Linked DNA regions of Anser cygnoides: region 2 is linked to region 1. The links are chromatin contacts, called in public Hi-C maps. All regions are on one chromosome and are shown on one strand. The core of a region is the stretch at or near the end of the contact, and the rest is flanking DNA. Distances in the headings are between cores, read along the strand shown. Region 1 overlaps RPA1 (replication protein A1). Region 2 overlaps SMG6 (SMG6 nonsense mediated mRNA decay factor).

Evidence for each region. A called contact is a pair of places that touch in the nucleus more often than the background predicts.
Region 2: a contact with region 1 is called in a Hi-C map of liver, with 2.1 times the contacts expected there. The contact joins two enhancer-like sites. A contact is called at or near these places in 2 of 7 Hi-C or Micro-C datasets (granulosa cells and liver).

Annotation. Positions count from the first base shown.
Region 1 is chr18:7,533,828-7,537,312 of Taihu_goose_T2T_genome, reverse strand. RPA1 (replication protein A1) reads right to left here. Exons shown (of 17, transcript XM_048067959.2): 12 at 3,445-3,485; 13 at 2,099-2,231; 14 at 896-1,072. Among named protein-coding and RNA genes, the nearest start is that of RPA1, 16 kb to the right of the region's middle. Within about 2 kb of position 1,557, at least 1 of the 3 cell types and tissues checked has open chromatin away from gene starts, as enhancers often do. A contact at or near this core is called in liver, where this site is marked.
Region 2 is chr18:7,724,794-7,728,204 of Taihu_goose_T2T_genome, reverse strand. The region is part of intron 9 of SMG6 (SMG6 nonsense mediated mRNA decay factor); the gene reads left to right. Among named protein-coding and RNA genes, the nearest start is that of SMG6, 16 kb to the left of the region's middle. Within about 2 kb of position 1,649, at least 2 of the 3 cell types and tissues checked have open chromatin away from gene starts, as enhancers often do. A contact at or near this core is called in liver, where this site is marked.

The DNA.
Region 1 (3,485 bases), core at 308-2,807:
TACTTAGTACAGACATGAGAACCTGAGCATAAATACGTGTGCTGTGCTATGAGACAACTACCAAAACGTTCAAGGACAAGACAGAGCAGTAAACAGATCAAGCACTAGCCTCGTATATGAGGCTGCTATTGACAATTTGGAATGTGAAAATAGGAGACAAACTCTTCTGAAGGCCACGATTGTAACTTTAGTATTGCCTTTATATTCTCTGAGAAGGGCTCTGCTATGTTAAGTAGTGCGTGTGTTCCTAGAAGTTATCTGCTAGAAATTATTCAGAAGCAGTGTATGTTTTAGTGAGATTGCAGGGATAGTTCCCCTTTCTCTGCATGCCCACCTGGCACAGCATTTCTAAGAAGCAGCTACAACTCTAATTTATAATGTAAAACAGAAAAAGGTTCAATGCTTATGGGATAAGCGGGCATCACAATAATCCTCAGACAGCTCTCTGAAGCCTGCTCCATTAAAGCATGAGACAGAACAATACCTACAAAAAAATGTACTAAATATAGGTAGCAGCTGTAAAAGTGCAATTACTGCTCTCCAGAAATGCCATTTTACTTCAGTTTATCTTCACTACTGAAGAGGCGTAGGCCATCTGTACTCTGCACTGCATAGTACACTTGGAAACCAGAATCAACTCAGCTAGCATCAACTTTTTGGCAAAGAGAAAAGCTTTTAATTGGAGCACTAGGAAAACAAACTGCTAATCAGCTCAATGAAACATTCCTCACCTAGGTACAGCATACAAGCCATTTAAATATCCTCTAATCCATAGGCACTTTATAGACAGACAAACAGCACTCTAAGACCCCGTTGTCTCAAAACATTTCAACTTGGACTGTCCGGGGAAAGCAGTCAACGAGAAGCACTGGTCTCCTCTAGTCCACGTACTTACCAGAAGCATCATGCGGTACTTGAAATTGGGGAATTCACGATCACACTTTTCACAACGATACAGTCCATTCTGTTGGTCTATCACTTTCTTATTGCAATCCTGAGAGGGACAGGCCTGGTACATACAGTTCTCTTTGCGCAGATGTACTACTGTGCCCACACAGCTAAAATAATCCGCCTAGGAGAGTGAGTGTGCAACATTAGCCTCAAAACACTCAAATGTTTTCCAATTCTGAATTAACTACAAAGCAAGGCACCCATACTTGGATATTTAAGATTAGAAAGCTTAACAGCTATGGATTATTGGGAAACTGTAAATCAACCCCTCTGTTGCAATCATTTCCAGGTTTCCATTATGTTAAACAAAGTCTCTACAGCAAGATTATTTTGTGTTTCCATTGCGGGAAACTCTGATTGCTAGGTTTTCTTCAGATAAAGCATATTTGCTTTTCCATTGTGTCCGTTCAAATCTCTACTTTTTCACAGGATTAAGATTCTGCACTTTCCTGTGCTTCTTTTGGGAGTCAGTACAAAAACCAGAAAGCCTACTGTGTAGTATTGCAGATAAGCGTTTGATTAAACTATAGCCCACAGAACAAAAATACCCACTCGCCACGGAAAAATAATCATCCTAATGGTTTAAGACCACAGTCAAGCCTTTCAACAGATCAACAGAGGTTGATTAAGAAGCATGTGCAAGAAATGTCACAGAAAACAGCTGAATTACAGGTAAAGTTTTGTCCTTAGATAAAAGTTCTTCTGCATCCTGAAAGGCTTAGCACTTAAGTTTGAAAAACAAAAATGTTTTTAAACAAGTCAAGGAGCAGTTTAAGCCTAGAGAGGCTACTGAACTGGAATGCCAGAGCGGTGAGTCTTATTCCTAGCTTTTCTACTGAACAAGCGTGCACCCTTGAAAACCACTTCCTCTTAATGCACCTGTTCCTCCTGTAATACTTCGTGCTATTTATATGTTTGCAAAGATGCAAATATCTTTGGGGTAGACTATTTTTTACTATTTACGCAAGGCTTAGAATTCTCTTGCAAACAAAGGATCATGTTGCAACATCAGCAATGAACTTGGATTCTGCTCTTAAAAAACAGTTACAGAGTAAGCACATATTGCTCAACAACGTGACAGTCCCAATAAGCTTTTTGTTACCCCCTCTCCAATACACAATGCTTGCATTCAGCTGCCATGCTCTACCTTATCTCCTTGTCCCAAGTTCTCAGCTTTGGCTTCAAACAAAGTTTTCCAGTTGGTGTTCACCCCAGATGCTGATCCACCTCTTACATCAGAGATCGAGGAGCATTCCAGAAGCTGCCCCTCGGAGTCAAACCTGGAACCACAAAGATGCGCTTCTATTTTTGGGTAGCAGACCATGCAGACTTATCAAAAGCTTACGTTTAGTTTCATGTACTTAATACGTGAGGGATTTTTTTTTCTTTTGTAAAAATCAATGATTGCAAAGGAAACAATTACAGTAATTTGTGTATATTGCAAACAAAAATAGCATTTCAGAATAAGTTAATACTCTGACTTAATTAGCACTGTATTTTATAAACCCACAAAAGGAGGACAGCTTTGTTCTATATAACTGCAATTTGTTTGCCAGCTAGTGGTCAAACCACGCACTGCACGCTTCTTTAAGGCAGGCAGATAACAAGATTTAAGGGCATCAAGATATTTCCATAATTAAAATTAAATTACACGGTACCATTATCTTTGCAGCAGCTTCAAAAGAAAAAAGCAAATAGCATTGAACAAATTATGCCTCCTGTGTTAAAGTAAGAAAGCACTCCTTTTCAGAAAAAGATTGTACTATCATCCCATTCCGGCGTTTTTTGTGATTTAAGAAACACACCAAAAGGACTCAGAAACTGAGCATAATTAAAATATGACAGCAATAGCTAAGACCCACAATCAATTTCATCTTCAACAACCCTCTGAAGTACTGAAGCACTGCTCAATCTGACAAATGGAGAATGCTAACACAAACGTTTTATCCGCGTTTGAAGGATTTAGCCAGAACGCGAACCCAGGATTCACAAAACCCGATGCTGTAGGGACTTCACCCCATTAGCACATACACCACGTCTCACTGTGCTAGTAGCTACAGCGGACAATTTAGCAACTACCTACACCAGAAGCAGTAATGAAGCACTAAGAAGTCATTTTGTTTTCCTGACAACAGCAAAACTATCCGAAACTATTTTGCTATCTGAAAAATATCTGATAAGGAAGAGACACTGTAAGAAGTCAACAGTTCCTCCAGTACATACTAACAGAGTATGCATCAGATTCCATAAAGTGGAAAAACCCTACTATAAATAAATAAATAAATACTGTTCTCTCAGCTAGTCACTCAAAGTAGAGTTGGTCAAAGTCTGATTTCATGCTGCCTTGCAAGGCTTTGGGTCAGCACGCACTACTCCTATGGAACCCATACTGTCTGCTCCCCTTCCTCAGTACTTTACAGGCTGCTCAAATATAGACAATAAAATGAATACTTCACAGCAGGCTGAAATGAATCAACACAAACACAGTCATACCATCCTCGAAGCTTAAAAGCCTCTGGGGTATCAGGGTTGAC
Region 2 (3,411 bases), core at 400-2,899, 190 kb before region 1:
TCCTTTCTCTTTCCATGTAGGCTCTTAAGAATAATCCCTGCTGGCAGGAGTACAGGGCTCCGCGTGCGGCCCGTGGCGTCAGGTGGGCAGAGCGCTCACAGAGGGCCATTTTAGGAGCCTCTGGGGTGGAAGACAAGTCCGAGCAGCCAGGGGTTCGTGCTCCCGCTTTAGCTGGGCAGCCCGAAAGCCTGGCGGTGCCGTGGAGCAGGCTCTGCACTCGCCACCCGCTGCCTGCCTTCCCCTCGCTGCTGCTCCCGCGCAGGGTCACCCTTCAGGCTGCTGCTGCTGATGCCCTGGGAGCTCCCAGCCCTGTGCTAACTCTTGCCTGCTTTTATTTTACACCCAACGTTGTGCTCCCGTGCAGAGGGCGGAGGGGACGGAGGCCACGAGCCCGGCAGTGCCTGGAGATGCCCAGCGGCCGGGCTGCCCGCCGAAGCCGCTTCTCACGCCTGTCCCACATCTGAGCCGAGCCCGAGCGGTGGCGTAGGTGCGTCCCCAAAAGGGGGGGGGACACGGGAAGCGAGGGAGTGCCCCCTCGGCCTCTCTCGGCGCAGGAGAGCGACACGAGGTCTTGCAGAGGGCCTTGGGGCAGGCTGCCTGTCGGCGCCTTGCCGCAGGAAGGCGGCTGCTGTTAAGTGAGGAAGTTTGTCTCCTCCACGCTTAGGTGCTCTCTAGTATTTGACGCGAGCGATCCTCTCTGTGGGCTGGCGCGGTGCGGCCTGCCCTGGCCGTCAGGGGAAGGCAGTGCTTCCCCTCCAGCCTGCCGCTCTGCTCTCGTACCTCTGCCGTGCTGCAGCCCTCTGCTGAGCCTCCCCCGTGGCACAAAAAGGAGAGGGAGGCTCTTTGGGGCCAGAACAGCAAGCGCTGGCAGCCAGCTGAAGGCTGCCCCTCCTCATTCCTCTCCTTTGCCCACCACCCACGTGCAAAAGCAGCATGAGTTGTCGAGTCCTTAATTTTCAGGCCCAGAGCGGTGCTTGAGAGGGAGAAACGTGGAGTTCCCTCTGCCCTGCCCGGGCAGCCTCCTGCCCTCACCCCCGCAAGCTCGCAGGAAGCAGTTTGGTTTGGTTACTCATTCATGGAGGTCAGGACTGGGTCTGGGTTTTTTTTTCCCCTTTGTGTTTAGGAAACGGTTTACAAACTGTTTTGAGCACGGGGGAGCTGGTAGCGTGCGAAAGAGGCTTCTCAGGCTCTTTGCTGCTGGACTCGCGTTAATTCTCTGCCCTGCCTCCTTTTCTGTAATCTCTTTCTCGGTTGGCAGCGTGAGTATTTCTGAGTGCTTTCCCCAGGCTGCAAACCCTCCGCCTCCTGATCTGACCTCGGTCACCAAACCACCTCGGGGCTTTATTTTTACTCTAGCCGTTTGGTTTCGCGCGGTAAGGTTGGTTTCTTTCCCCCAGCAGTGAGAAGCCTCCTCTGCGGAGGAAGTAAAAGAGTGCCAGGCTGCAGTTGAAGCTGGTTAAACACCAAAACCACACTCCTAGCCTCTCTGGGCTTGAGACGTGACATTCAGCCATGCAGCTAGCGCTGCCTTTTGTGCCTGCTGCCAGTTGTGCACCCTCCCTGCTCGCGCTGAACTTCTAAAAAACTGTTCTTTTTTATTTTTTTTTAACTTCAAAACAGCGGTAAGAATCCTCAGCTGCAGTTCAGGCACTAGCAATCCGCCCAGAAACGCTGTAGCACGCTGCTGGGGCTCGTGATCCCCCGTGGACGCTCAGCACCGCTCTGCTGAGGCCTCCCCGAGCTCGGTACAGCTCAGGGAGCCTGCTGGCTGAGGCAGCGCGTGCACGCATGGCGTGTAGAACCCACATGTTGCTTTCCAGCACAGCTTGACCTTTTGTCACTACCCAGAAAGCGAAGGCTTAAGCTCTCGGTAAGAGTTTCCAGAAGTTGGTGTTGACTTTTAATTTATTTTTTTTTTTAATTTTTCTTAATTTTATTTTTAGACCGTGTTGGCGGTTTTATTTAACTGCGAAGGACAAGGCAGGGCCTAACGTTACTTGAAGGGGAGAAACACCGACATCGGTCTCCTTCCGGTAACGAGCATCTGGTGCTAATGTGTGCTGGTGGATCGGAGGTGGGAGCGCTACGAGGACATCAAGGGCCTCGTGCCTGTGCGAGAGGCTCCGCTACATCCCAGCGCTCCCGGAGAGGCTGCGGACGGGGTGGGGGCAAGGCTGCGAGTTCCAACAAGCCTCTCATGCTCTAAACCCAAGTACAATCATCCAGAAACCGCCTTCCCCTGTCGCTCGCTCTTTTCCTCATTTCCTCTCCTGCTGGTGCTGATCAGCCGGGGATTTGTGTGTAACCAAACCCCTCCCGCTGCCGCACGTGAGGCCTCGCTCGTGGCAGCGGGTCCGATGGGCCCGGCGCTGCGGAGCGCTGTCGGGCGGGGAGGGTTTGCGCTTCAGATGAGAATACTGCAGGAATTGGCAGCGCTGGTAGAGGAAGTAAAACGTCTAACAGCAGGACTGGGAAATTTCCCAGAGCAGGGCGAAGCCTGTCAGACGGTGATTGCTCTTGAGCTTTTTTTTTTGTTGTTTGTTGTTGGTCTAACCTTGATCTCTGTCTGCAGTTGGCCCGCTCCCACCTTTTCTGCCGTCTGTTGAACGCTTTTTGGGATGGCACCTCGTATTCCGCAGCCAAAACCCTTTATTTCTGCCACGGGGAATATTTATTTCTTTCCACTGTTGAATGAGCCACTTCCAGCCAGGCTTCGTATCCACTGTGGAGGTGGGTATTAGGAAAGAAACTTCCTTCCGGAGGATCAGGGAGTGGAACCTGCTGGAATCTGTGTCATTTCCTCTGTCCTTGGCTCTGCTCTTCCTCCCCAGCAGACCTCAGTGCTGCGTGGCGCACGGCGGAGACGAAGATGCCTTCGTGCCCCGGGTGAAACCACCCAGGTAGGAGCGAAGGCTCCGGAAGAGCTCCCCAGGCAGCGCCCTGCCCGCGCGTGGGCAGCCAGCTGCAGCGGTGGGAGCCGCGCGGAGCGCTGGCCGCCTCTCGCTGCCCTCTGCCCCGCCGGTGGACGCAGCTTGGGAGAGCAGGAGTGCGAAGAGCAGCCTGTGATAATGCTGTCAGCCTTCTGGAAGGCTCGGCCTCCGCTCAGCCTGTTGTCCAAACGTCTCCTCTGCCGGCCTCGTTCCTTCCTAAGCCTTTTTGGGTTAGATCTCTCCTGTCCTCACCTTTCTGAATTTCTCCTGTCGTCTCCCTCCTTCGTGCTTGACCCCACAGATGATCTGCTCTGGAATAGCGGAGAACGCTGACGACACCCCGAGCTACGTTAAGGGAAGATCTCTTACAAACAGGGCTCAGCACACGTCCCTTGGTGTCACGTTTTTATTGCAGATGCTGGTTTCTTCCTGGCACGCTGTGCGTGTTTGAGCATAAGCTGCTTTTTGCTGGGGCTTCAGC